Linked DNA regions of Mus musculus: regions 2 and 3 are each linked to region 1. Evidence: chromatin contacts called from public HiChIP or PLAC-seq data. All regions are on one chromosome and are shown on one strand. The core of a region is the stretch at or near the end of the contact, and the rest is flanking DNA. Distances in the headings are between cores, read along the strand shown. Region 1 has its middle 14 kb from the start of Gm52119. Region 2 overlaps Kif13b (kinesin family member 13B). Region 3 overlaps Gm36924 (a long non-coding RNA gene).

Region 1 (3,957 bases), core at 1,237-3,736:
ACAGAAGGCAGCAGACGCGATCTCTTTTAAATACTGCCCATTCACCTTTACAGTTAGGAATAAGTACTAGAATAAAAATAATAGTATTGCAGCCAGTGCCAGAACTCCTCTGAGGGATGATGCAAAGACGTCTGTTTAGGGAACTACTATGGTATAGTGCTCAGAGTGTGGATGGAGAGGATACCATGGCTTAGAAGGAAAAATGAAAGGGAGATGGATAAAAGGGCACACTAGAAAGGTTCCACGGATGGATCCTGGAGGTAAAGTGAGATGGAGCTCAGATAACAGCGAGGACGAGGTTGCAGTTTGGGGAAGAGTCCCAGTAATGGCTGTTTAAAATAGCAACATCTATTTCTGGACTTCAAGTTATTTGCGTTGTTAAGGATATAAAATTGCCCACATCTTCATTAATATCTGTCACAAGCACACACATGCTGTGTGTGAGGAACTTGGGAGAAAATCAAGGGAGAAGGGGAATGGAGGCTAGATGGCTCAGTGGTTAAGAACACAACTGACTGCTCTTGTAGAGGACTCAAGTTCCATTCCCAGGGCCCACAAAGTGACTCACAACCATCTGTAACTCCAGTTCCAGGGAATCTGGTGTACCATCCTGGCCTCTCTGAGCACCGGAGACACATGCGGTATGCAGATATACATGCAGGCAAAACACCCACATACATAAAATAAATAGTTTTTACAATTTAAGAGAAAGGGGACGGAAGCGGAGTTGACAGCTATGTCAGTGTGGAACCAAGGAATAAAATCATCCATAAGTGAGGTACAGTGGGACACACACATGGGCAGAGAGGCAGAAGGATCTCTGAGGTTAAGGCCAGCCTGGTCTACATGGCAAATCCCAGGCCTGAGAAAAGGGTTCACTATACTGTAGCCAAGGATGTCCCCAGGGTCATTCCTCCTGCCTCCTCGTCCCATGGACTGGGCCTACAGGTGTGTGTCACCATGCCTGGCCTCCCATTTCTGCTGAGCCACCACTGCATTTTGCCCTGGAGAGGTGAACATAACTGTGATGCCAGCAGTCAAACCTGTCTTTTCTAGACCCTTCCCCTGGAGCCACACTGCCCACTAAGCATCTTATCCTGTTTTGCACAAATCAGTTGTTCAAATCAACTTCATTCAGCTCTCAAGCGAAATCCTTCTCTCCACCTGCCCAGGTCTCTCCCTTCTTCAGGTACCACAACCTCAGGTAACACCATCACCAACCAGGCTGTAGCCCAAGGTGGAAACACAGGCTGTTACGTTCCCGTGGTCTTCATCCACCACATCCAACTGGCTATCGCAGCCTGACAAGGATGCTTCTACAAACGAAGGCTTCTTAACCCGCTGGACTTCAGAGTGGGTCTGCATGTCAATGGTGTCATAAACTTACTATGACAGCTCCTGGCCACGGTAATAACTCACCGCTATTGCTTGGGGGGGGGGGGGTTATGATAATTAAACAAGTCATCATATATAAAATGGGTAGCACACAATAGGAAACCAAAAGCATTCCCCTGGACCACCCTTTTCCAGCCTTCACAAGTTGGCAGGCCAGGATTTCTACCACATGGCTCATCTTGCCCTTCCTCTTCTGAGCTACACTCGGTCCCGACATCCCGTCTCATAAAACCTTTCTGCACTGTGATTTCTCCTGTGTGTGACTCATCTGCACTTTGTCTAGTTTTCATTCTCCCATCCCCCAGGTCTGCACAGTGCAGGCTGGCCTCAAACTCACTTCTCACCAGAGGGCCCTCCTAACTCCAACCTCCACCCAAGTGCTGGGGTCACAGGCAAGGACCACAGCCCGCTGTGGTTTTGCCTGTGGAATTAAGTCCCAATACTTAAGCGTCGTAAGTGGTGAGCTAACTGCCCTTCCAGCCATCCTGAGTCCAGTTAGCACAAACTCTGAGCGCCCCACAGGGCACTTCCTGTCTACAATGGCTTCCTGTCTGCACATGCTGAGCCTCTGGTGGTCAGCTCCTGGCCACAGAATCTTCTCCAGAATTGTGACCTAAGGGTACCTCCCGTTCACTCTACTGTTCAAAACACAAAAACTGAAATGAGTAGTGGGGGGTGGGGTGGGGGGATTATAGGGAAGTGGGAGAGAGAGAACAAGAGGAGATGGATAGAAGAGTTGGGGGAAGGGAGAGGGGGGACAAAAGAGAGAAAGAATATGAATGAAAATTAATTTGGACATAGGCAAAGTTGTCAGAAACTGGTAAATCTGGCTAAGGGTAACCTCAAACTTACAAAATTATAACAAAGTGCTATATAACTCTGAGAACTTCTGCTAAGTTTAAAATTACTTCAAAAGACAAGATTAAAAATAAAAAGCATTATGCAATCCAGCCATAAGGAAACAATAACAAGTTGAACATTTCCCCAAACTGACCTACATTCCCAGAATGCCAGTGTTCTGGAGAGGACAGGGAGGGGAAAGCAAGAGAAGGGAGGAGAGGAGGCGGAGGGGGAGGGAGGCCAGGGGTGTGAAGTCAAACAGTGTAACGGGTGAACTGGATCAGACTGACAAAAAGGTCCTGACATGTATGACTGGCACAATGATGACATTTGTGGGCAGACTCCATTATTTAATAGCATTACAGCAGTTTGAATTTCCTGTGGTTAGGTACGAGAATGTCATCGTGCTTAAGAAATGCATGCTACAGCCTGGGGTGTGGCTCAGTGGTACAGCAATTACCTGGGATGCTCAGGGCTCTGGATTCTCACCCACACACCACCATGAGTGAAAAGAGGAAGGAAAGAAGGGAAGGATGGAGGAAGGGAAGGGCACAGGGCAGAGACAGGAGTTCATGGGGAACCATTGAAGGGCAGAAGATTATATTTCAATGTATAATAGTCTCTCCCCCTTCTCTTTCTTCTGTCTGTCTGTCTGTCTCTCTGTCTGTCTGTCTGTCTCTCTCTCTCTCTCTTCCTGTCTCCTGTGAAAGCTTCCCCTATCCATTGAGACAGACCACACCGTCTTGCAATGACTATAAATGTTGATGACCAACACTGAAGATGACTCAGAAAGATTTTCTGTGCTGGTGGGATCAATGACTACTGTTAAAATGCCCATACTAAGCCAGGCATGGTGGCACACGCCTTTAATCCCAGCAATCGGGAGGCAGAGGCAGGCGGATTTCTGAGTTCACGGCCAGCCTGGTCTACAAAGTGAGTTCCAGGACAGCCAGGGCTATACAGAGAAACCCTGTCTTGAAAAACCAAAACCAAACCAAACCAAACCAAACCAAACCAAACCAAATAAAATGCCCATACTATTCAACTCCTATCAAAATCAATGATAGTTTTCACAGGAAAAAAAGGCAATCCTGAAGTTCATAGGGAACCACAAGATCCTAAATAAATTACACAATCTGGGGCAAAAATAAATAGCCAGAGGCATCCCATACCCGAATTTAAACTACACTGGGAGCACAATGCCTCCAGCTAGTTTTCTTTTTAATTTTTCTCTTAAACATTCTTTTAAATTTCATTTATTATTATTAATTATTATTGTTGTTGTTGTTATTTTATTTTTTGTGAGAAAGGATCGCAGTATGTAGTCCTGGCTGACCTGGAAATTGCTATGCAGATGTGGCTGACCTTGAACCTCAGACATCCACCTGCTTCTGCCTCCCCAATGCTACCTAGGACTAAAGGTTTGTGCCACAGGCCTAGCTTGCTTGTCTCTTTATAAATTTTTATTCCATGTCGTTACGTTCCTTATAGAGTTTGCTTCTATTGCCATGAGTTATCTCTTCATTCATTCTGCTGGTCATGTCTTTTGCTGTGCAGAAACTTTTTAAATCTAATCTAATCGTGTGTGTTGTTGTGTGTGTGTACTGTCTTTTGTAATTTGGGTCATATCCCAAACTTAAATTCCCAAGCCAGTGTCAAGAATCCTGTATTTCTTCTGTATTTCATCCTGTATTCTCTTCTACTAGTTTTAAACATCCAAGT
Region 2 (3,442 bases), core at 686-3,185, 450 kb before region 1:
TTGTAATACTGATTAGTATTTGGTTATGTTTGAACCATTTTAAGTGGAGTGGTTGGAGACATTACGGACATTTCACATTGTGTTACCATCACCACCATCCATGAGCAGAGAGAACCTTTTTACATTGTAATATTAGGTATGGTGATGTATAACTAATCCCAGCAATTGGGAGTTAGAGATCAGAGGCGGAGGCTGGAGGATTGCTGCAAGTGTTTTAGCCAGCTTGGGTTACAGTGTGAGGCCCTGCCTCTCCTCCTGCCCCCACCCCCAAAGCAGGCTCCCCCCCCCCCCCCCCCCCCGCAAATTGTTTAACTATTAACTCTTAACTCCTATCCAGCCTGCTGAGCCTGCCATTCTTTTTTCCGTCTGTGAATCTGACTCTGGGACTCATGTAGGTGGAATCTTATGGTACTTCTCTTTCTGCCATTACTTCATTCCTGTAACATAGTTACCCCAAGGGTCAACCCAGAAGTGGGTGTGGCGTCACACACCTGTGGTCCCAGCACTTAGGAGTAGAGACCGGAGGATTGGGAGTTCAAGGACAGCCTCAGCTACATATATAGCCTAAGTTACATGGGATCCTGTTTCAAAAATAAATTTAACAAATTTGTTTGTTTTTAAAGGCTGAATAATGTTACTTGTGCCGGGTGTATGTATGTGTGTGTTGTCTATCCAGCCATCAGTAATGGATTCTTAGGTTTCTTCCACTTTGGAGATTATGAATAATACTGCTGTGAATGAACTCTGTAGCTTTATTTTCACAGAGGTAGTATATGGCTGTTGTCCCCACTGTGTTATATATATACATGTGTGTGTCAGTGTGTGCAAGCAGAGGCTAGAGCATGATGCCTCAGTCACTCTCCACATTATTTTTTGAGATGCAGTCCATCCCTAAGCCCAGAGTGTGCCATTTTGTTGCAAACATGCTAAGCTTTAGGTGGGTGTGGGGGTCAAAGTCAGATTCTCGTGTTGAGTAAACTGCTTTTACCTATTGAGCCTTCTCTTCATCCCCTTAAAATGTTTTCTTGGATAACCAGCCTTCAAGCTCTCCAAACCTCACTGGTTATTTGGGTGTGTGTCCTAGACTGTAAGCCCTGACACATTCTAAACACTCCTGTGAAAAGCCTCTCTTGATGTCTGTCCACCAGTTGACAGAATTGGGGTGGGAGTTTTATTTGGTAAATACTGAGCTATGGGTGTGGCTTCTCACTCTGGTAATCCCAACATTCCAGAGGCACGAAACAGAAACAGGAAGGAGGATCGCCTTTCGTTCCAGTCTGGGTTTCAGGGTAAAATACCACCTCAAGAAAACCACTCCCAACAAAAAAAAAAATGAATAAACAAAAAGCCCTGAGCTAATAAAGAATTGAAGATAGCTAATTACGTGTTAAAGGCTGCATTTGAGTGGCATGTAGGGGTATTTATAAATGTCAGTGTATTTGGGATAAAGTGAATTCACATTCGATGTTTTAATTATTAAATGATACTTGGTGATGAAAATTTCCAGCTTCTTAATAATACCATTTAATGCTTCCAAATTATTAATTGCATTTGATGACCTACATGGTGTGTGTGTGTGTTCCAAAAGGAGAAGCTGTTAAGAGAGTGGGGCTTGCTAGGAGTTTAAGCACATTCCTGTATCCCAGCACATGGCAAACTGAGGGAAGAGGAGCATGAGTTTGATTCCAGCCTGGGTGAAAGTAATACCTTGTCTGAAAAAAAAAATGGTGGCAAGCAGGGCAGAAGCATACAAGTGTTGAAGGAAATGTTTAGATTCCTTGAATCTTCTCCCAACTCAAGATAATTTGCTTGTACATTCTTAGTGAAAATCCAGTTTTACAGGAGGCATTCTTAGCAAACTCAAAGCTACACTGCCTTTGTGGTGGGCGGTGAGATTGTGGGTTCTGAGTCAGTGCTTCCGGAGCTTTAGTGATGTGTTCGTGTAATAGAGATCTGTGTGAGGGGCCAGCTCCTGCAGTGTGGTCAGATACCACTGGGCAAGCCTATTAGCGAATCTCCATGCCTGCAGGTGCTCAAGCTCAACCCACAGAAGCAGGGCTCACTCGTGCTTGCTTGCTTGAGTGTTTGCGAAGTTGCCTCCCAGTGCCGAGCCAAGACCAAAGCACTGGAAGTAAATGACAAGGCTAACTGGCCACCACAGAGCAAAACCCCCCTTTTTGGAATTAGTCTTTCACATCTAGGTGAAACTGGAGAGAAATCAAATAGTAGTAGATATGCAAAAGTTAACTTAGCGCCAGCAAAGGAGGAACCATCTTATTTTGCTATGTAAGTTAAAATGAATAAAAAACATGCCCTTCTTTGACATGGAAATACTTTATTACAAATGTTACATAGACATTTGGCCAAGCTTATTTGGGAACTACAGCTGAGTCCACAGGGTACAGCCCCTTTCCTGAGAGCTTATCTTTTGGCAGTGGGGGGAGTAAGGCAGACTGAAACAGTTTCATTCTTTGGGTCAGACAAATAGAAGAATATAAAAACTAGAGAACAAACACAGGCAGAGTATTCTTTTTTAAAAACAGCTTTGCTCAGACACAGTTCCCATCCAAACAATACATCCAGCTTTGTGGTTTGTAGTTAGTTCAGCTGTATACTCAGGAACACATTTTGTGTCTCTCAGAAGAAAAACTCGACCTGTAGCAGTTTTCCTTTGCACCAGACACTCCTCATCTGCTTTTTCTTTTGTACATTTCTCCACTTAGGTATGAGATTGAATGGAATCTCATACCATGTGGTTCTTTGTGACTGTCTATTAAATTTTTTGTATTATTATTATTGGTGGTGATATGTATGTATGACGTGTGTGTGTGCAGGTGTGTGCATGCCATGGTGCATGTGTGGAGGTCAGACTGGTTCTCTCCTTCCACCTTTACATAGGCAACAGGGAAGGAACCTGCATTTTAAGGTTTGCATTTTAAGTGCCTTTGCCTGTTAGCCATCCTACTGGCCTTTGACTATCCCTTTTTAGGTCACTGTAAGCCTCAGCCAAGTAGTGGCTTGTATCAGGAGTTCATTCATTTTATGACTTTAACACTAAGTGTTGTGTGTACTAGCCTGCATATGTGGAGCTGATTCTTTCCTTCCACTGTGGGTTGTTCCAAGGGTGGAATGCAGGTCATCAGGCTTGCCCATCAAGCCCTTTTCCTGCTGCGCCATCTCACTGGCCCTACTCATTTTAATTATTGAATAATGTTCCATTCTGTGGCAATTCACATTATCTGTTTTTTGCTTGATGGACTTCTGGGGTTGTTTCTTTTTCTTCTACTTTATGCAAAACACACTGTCATGAACGTTTTGTCTAGTAATTTTTGTGTCGATGCAGGTTTCAGTGCATCTAGAGTTGCTGGGTTGTATGGTGACCCTGCTTAGCCCTGTTAGGAACTGTTGAGCTGTTTTCCCAAGTGACCAGCCCACTTGTGTG
Region 3 (3,540 bases), core at 984-3,483, 480 kb before region 1:
ATTTTCTTTTTCTTTTTTACCTTTTTGGTTTTTCTGGATAGGATTTCTCTGTGTAGCCTTGGCTGTCTTGGAACTCACTCTGGAGTCTGGCCTCAAATTTATTGAGATCCTCTGTCTCTGTCTCCTGAGTGCTGAGATTAAAGGCATGAGCCACCAGGGTTTTGGGGATTTGTTTTGGTGGTGATGTATTTTTTTAAAAGATTTATTTATTTATATGCGTACACTGTAGCTGTCTTCAGACACATCAGAAGAGTGCATCGGACCCCATTATAGAGGGTTGTGAGCCACCATGTGGTCACTGGGAATTGAACTCAGGACCTCTGGAAGAGCGGTCAGTGCTCTTAACTGCTGAGCCATCTCTCCAGCCCGGTGGTGATGTATTTAAAGCAGGGTCTCAGTAGTTCAGGCTGGCCTCAAACTAGCTGTGTGCCCAAGGATGGCCTTGAATTTCTGACCTTCTGACCTCCACCTCTCCAACAGAGAGCCTATCATCGGCTATGACTGCACACTCTGGGAACCAGATCCAGGGTTTCAGGCATGCTAGGGAAGTGTCTTACCAACTGAGCTTATCAGGTTTTCCCACCCCCACAATCCTACTCTGGGCTCTAACTTGTGACAATCCTCCTGAATGCTGTGACTCCAGGTATGAGCCTTCATACCCAACTTCATTGTGTTTGAATATGGAGACAACTGTCCATCTCTTTTTTTTTTAAAGGTATGTTTTCTAATATTTATTTATTTATTTATTTATTATATGTAAGTACACTGTAGCTGTCTTCAGACACTCCAGAAGAGGGCATCAGATCTCATTACGGATGGTTGTGAGCCACCATGTGGTTGCTGGGATTTGAACTCAGGACCTTTGGAAGAGCAGTCAGTGCTCCTAACTGCTGAGCCATCTCACCAGCCCTGTCCATCTCTCAAGGGGGAGAATGGACTAGATCTCTTTGTGTCTCTCTGCATAATCAGAGCCCAGTCGTTCAGTGGAGGGCAGTCAAGTCAGCAAAGAGCTAGAAAGGGCAGTTTGTGTCAGAAATCCTGGAGTCACACCCGACTCTGTGCTCGTCTGTAACCTTGGGAAGCCATTTCCCCTTAGACTCTGCACCTGCAAAGCTAGGCTGTCGACTGCTGGCCTCATAGTGCCTTTGGCAGCATTGACGAAGGACAGTGTTCACTGAGGTGGATCCTAACTGCAAGTGTTAGTAAATGTGTGCTGAAGGAGACTGACCTGTATGTCAGGGGCCAGTCACTTCCCACAGTATCACTATGCCTTTAGAAATCTCTGATCAAAACCATCTGGAACCAGGTCAGGCTCAATTGATAGAATGCCTGCCTGGTATGTACAAAGTCCTCTGTTCCATCCCCTGTGCCAGTAACCAAACATATTGGTGCACCCTTGTAATCAATCCCAACACTTGGGAGGCTGAGCCAGGAGGACTTCTGTGAGTTGAGGCCAGCCTGGATTAGCCTGGACGACTTCCTTCCAGACCAGCCAGAGCTACATGGTAAGACTTCTGACCCAATAAAATAAAAGAATAGAAATACTCCCATATATTTACAATGGCTTAAGTATTTCTTTAGACACTTAAAAAAAAAAAGTTTGTTTCGTAATTACTGGCTGGTCACTTGATCCCCCACCTGCACCCTCTGTAAGGAGCAGATCTGAGATCCCACCAGGTTCTCCCGCTGAACATTTAAATCACCAAGGAAACATTAACAACTGACTCTGAGCCCCACCCCCAGACATTCCAATATAATTGGCCTGGGGTGTGGCTGAACTCTGGGATTTATTTAAAAGCTCCCTGCAGTGAGTCTAGCCAAATAGTCCTCTCAGTGGCACTGCCAGGGCTTCCCGTCCCTCATACCCAGGACCCACCCACAGCCACGTAGTCCTCCACAGTTGTTCCTCCAGCTGCTCTCTGTGTGCCTGGGATAGCCCATGACCCCAGTTCCTGCCCTGAAGGATTCAGAAAGGCAAACAAGCCTGTCTTCAAATCAGGTCACAAACACACCTTGACTCACTCACCTTCCTGACTTCCTGGGTTCCTAATCTGGTTTATGGTTTACTGATAACATCCTGGAAGGAGAACCAGTTTCAGACTCGCCTTGACCTCCTGGCACCTTGACTGCTGCTTTAGTTTCTATTCTGGTCTTCGCCTCCAACCAGCCAGCCATCTTTGATCAGTCCGTCCTTGGCTGTCAGTGCTTACTATCCAGGCTGTCCCCAGGATGGCCTCCAGCCTTGGAACATAGCAGCCTGAACCATGCACCTTGCCAGCCTAAGCCCCAGTCCCACCCCAGCCTCCACCGTCCCGTCCCATCGGTGCCTATTACGGTCATCATATCCAGTTTCTGTTCTAATAAGGAAGTTGATAGCATTCACAAGAGTGAAGGGAGGGAACTGGGATAAATCCAAGAAAATGGAAGGCGGGCTTACCATAGCCCACACGTGGTCATGTGTGTGTGTGTGTGTGTGTGTGTGTGTGTGTGTAAGATGTAAGAGGGAGGATAAATTTATGCAGTTAGCTCGTCACACCTTCACATGGGTTTCTGGGATCAAACTCAGTTTGGCCAGGCCTTTGCCAGTGGAGCATCTTGCTGCCATTCTCATTGTTTCTTTAAGATAAGTCTCTGAGAAGTGGAATTACCAGATTGAAACTAATAAACAAGTGTAAGACTCCTCTGGAGAGTAAATATAGGATTCTCTCTAAAAGAGTTACACAAGCATCTACCTCTACCAGAATGAGTGAGGGTCTCCTTTTCATGGTGGTTGTGTTACAAGTTCAGTGCCAAATGTTTCACAATGTAGGAGAACCCTCCCCTCCCCCAAGATACTGGGGAGCCCTAAGTTATATTGAAGAATGTGGAAGACCATGGGACAAATACAAACCCTACATAGTGACTAAAATATAGGGCTGAAAACAAGCGTGCCTTTAGTTTCCCATGGAGAGTGCCTAGATAGTCCGTTGTCCATGTCCACAGCTGCGGATGTTGGCTCTCTGGCTCCTCCCCAGTAATAGATTGCCCACTGCTACTGCCACTGGGTAAGATATGACCCAAGGACACAGCTCCAAAGGCCTTCCAACTGCAAGTGTTAGCTGTCAGTCTTTGACTTTGCCTGTGGACTCACTAGCTACCTTTGTTTGTACTCGGATAGCATTTGTTTAATTTTTAACATTGGGAGTATTCTGACCGTGGTTTTAAGGGTTCAGATTATATACCAACAAATGCATGATTCAGTTGTTACTAAAATAGAAGGCTATGTGCCTGACCTATCTTAATGACAGTTGGAAGGACACAGGGACTCAATTAGGAAGGCCAGTAACCAAAGCAGAGCATATTACATGGACCATAATTTTGGCTTAGGCTTGGTGGAGAAGGAGGTTAAGACCACATATGGAGGATGGCTCTTACAAACCCAAGACTAGACGAGACAGCCAAGTGTTTCTCAGTCAATCAGAAGGAATGTAGTTTCTCTAAAGAAGCCTTTAATCCCATTTGGGGGGTGGGTAAGGATGGCAGGAGCAAGCCGATCAAGAG

What was found. HiChIP or PLAC-seq counts read pairs in DNA pulled down with a chosen protein or histone mark.
Region 2: a FOXA1 HiChIP or PLAC-seq map of pancreatic cancer cells shows a contact between it and region 1. The contact joins two enhancer-like sites. A contact is called at or near these places in 4 of 39 promoter capture datasets (3T3-L1-derived adipocytes, the C10 cell line, the HPC-7 cell line and 1 more), 1 of 484 Hi-C or Micro-C datasets (the HPC-7 cell line), 3 of 115 datasets of contacts at active chromatin or transcription factors (effector CD8 T cells, epiblast stem cells and pancreatic cancer cells) and 1 of 9 other capture datasets (macrophages).
Region 3: a contact with region 1 is called in an HNF4G HiChIP or PLAC-seq map of pancreatic cancer cells. The contact joins two enhancer-like sites. A contact is called at or near these places in 2 of 39 promoter capture datasets (the C10 cell line and hippocampal neurons), 1 of 15 datasets of contacts at CTCF or cohesin (large pre-B cells), 1 of 484 Hi-C or Micro-C datasets (CD8 T cells), 3 of 115 datasets of contacts at active chromatin or transcription factors (bone marrow-derived macrophages, embryonic stem cells and pancreatic cancer cells) and 1 of 9 other capture datasets (embryonic stem cells).

Annotation. Positions count from the first base shown.
Region 1 is chr14:65,111,200-65,115,156 of GRCm38.p6, forward strand. It overlaps a transcript of Extl3 not described here. Among named protein-coding and RNA genes, the nearest start is that of Gm52119, 14 kb to the left of the region's middle. Within about 2 kb of position 2,487, at least 107 of the 459 cell types and tissues checked have an H3K27ac peak or open chromatin away from gene starts, as enhancers often do. A contact at or near this core is called in the HPC-7 cell line and pancreatic cancer cells, where this site is marked.
Region 2 is chr14:64,664,871-64,668,312 of GRCm38.p6, forward strand. The region is part of intron 1 of Kif13b (kinesin family member 13B); the gene reads left to right. Among named protein-coding and RNA genes, the nearest start is that of Kif13b, 14 kb to the left of the region's middle. Within about 2 kb of position 1,936, at least 139 of the 459 cell types and tissues checked have an H3K27ac peak or open chromatin away from gene starts, as enhancers often do. A contact at or near this core is called in the HPC-7 cell line and pancreatic cancer cells, where this site is marked.
Region 3 is chr14:64,631,233-64,634,772 of GRCm38.p6, forward strand. The region is part of intron 2 of Gm36924 (a long non-coding RNA gene); the gene reads left to right. Among named protein-coding and RNA genes, the nearest start is that of Gm36924, 8.4 kb to the left of the region's middle. Within about 2 kb of position 2,234, at least 65 of the 459 cell types and tissues checked have an H3K27ac peak or open chromatin away from gene starts, as enhancers often do. A contact at or near this core is called in pancreatic cancer cells, where this site is marked.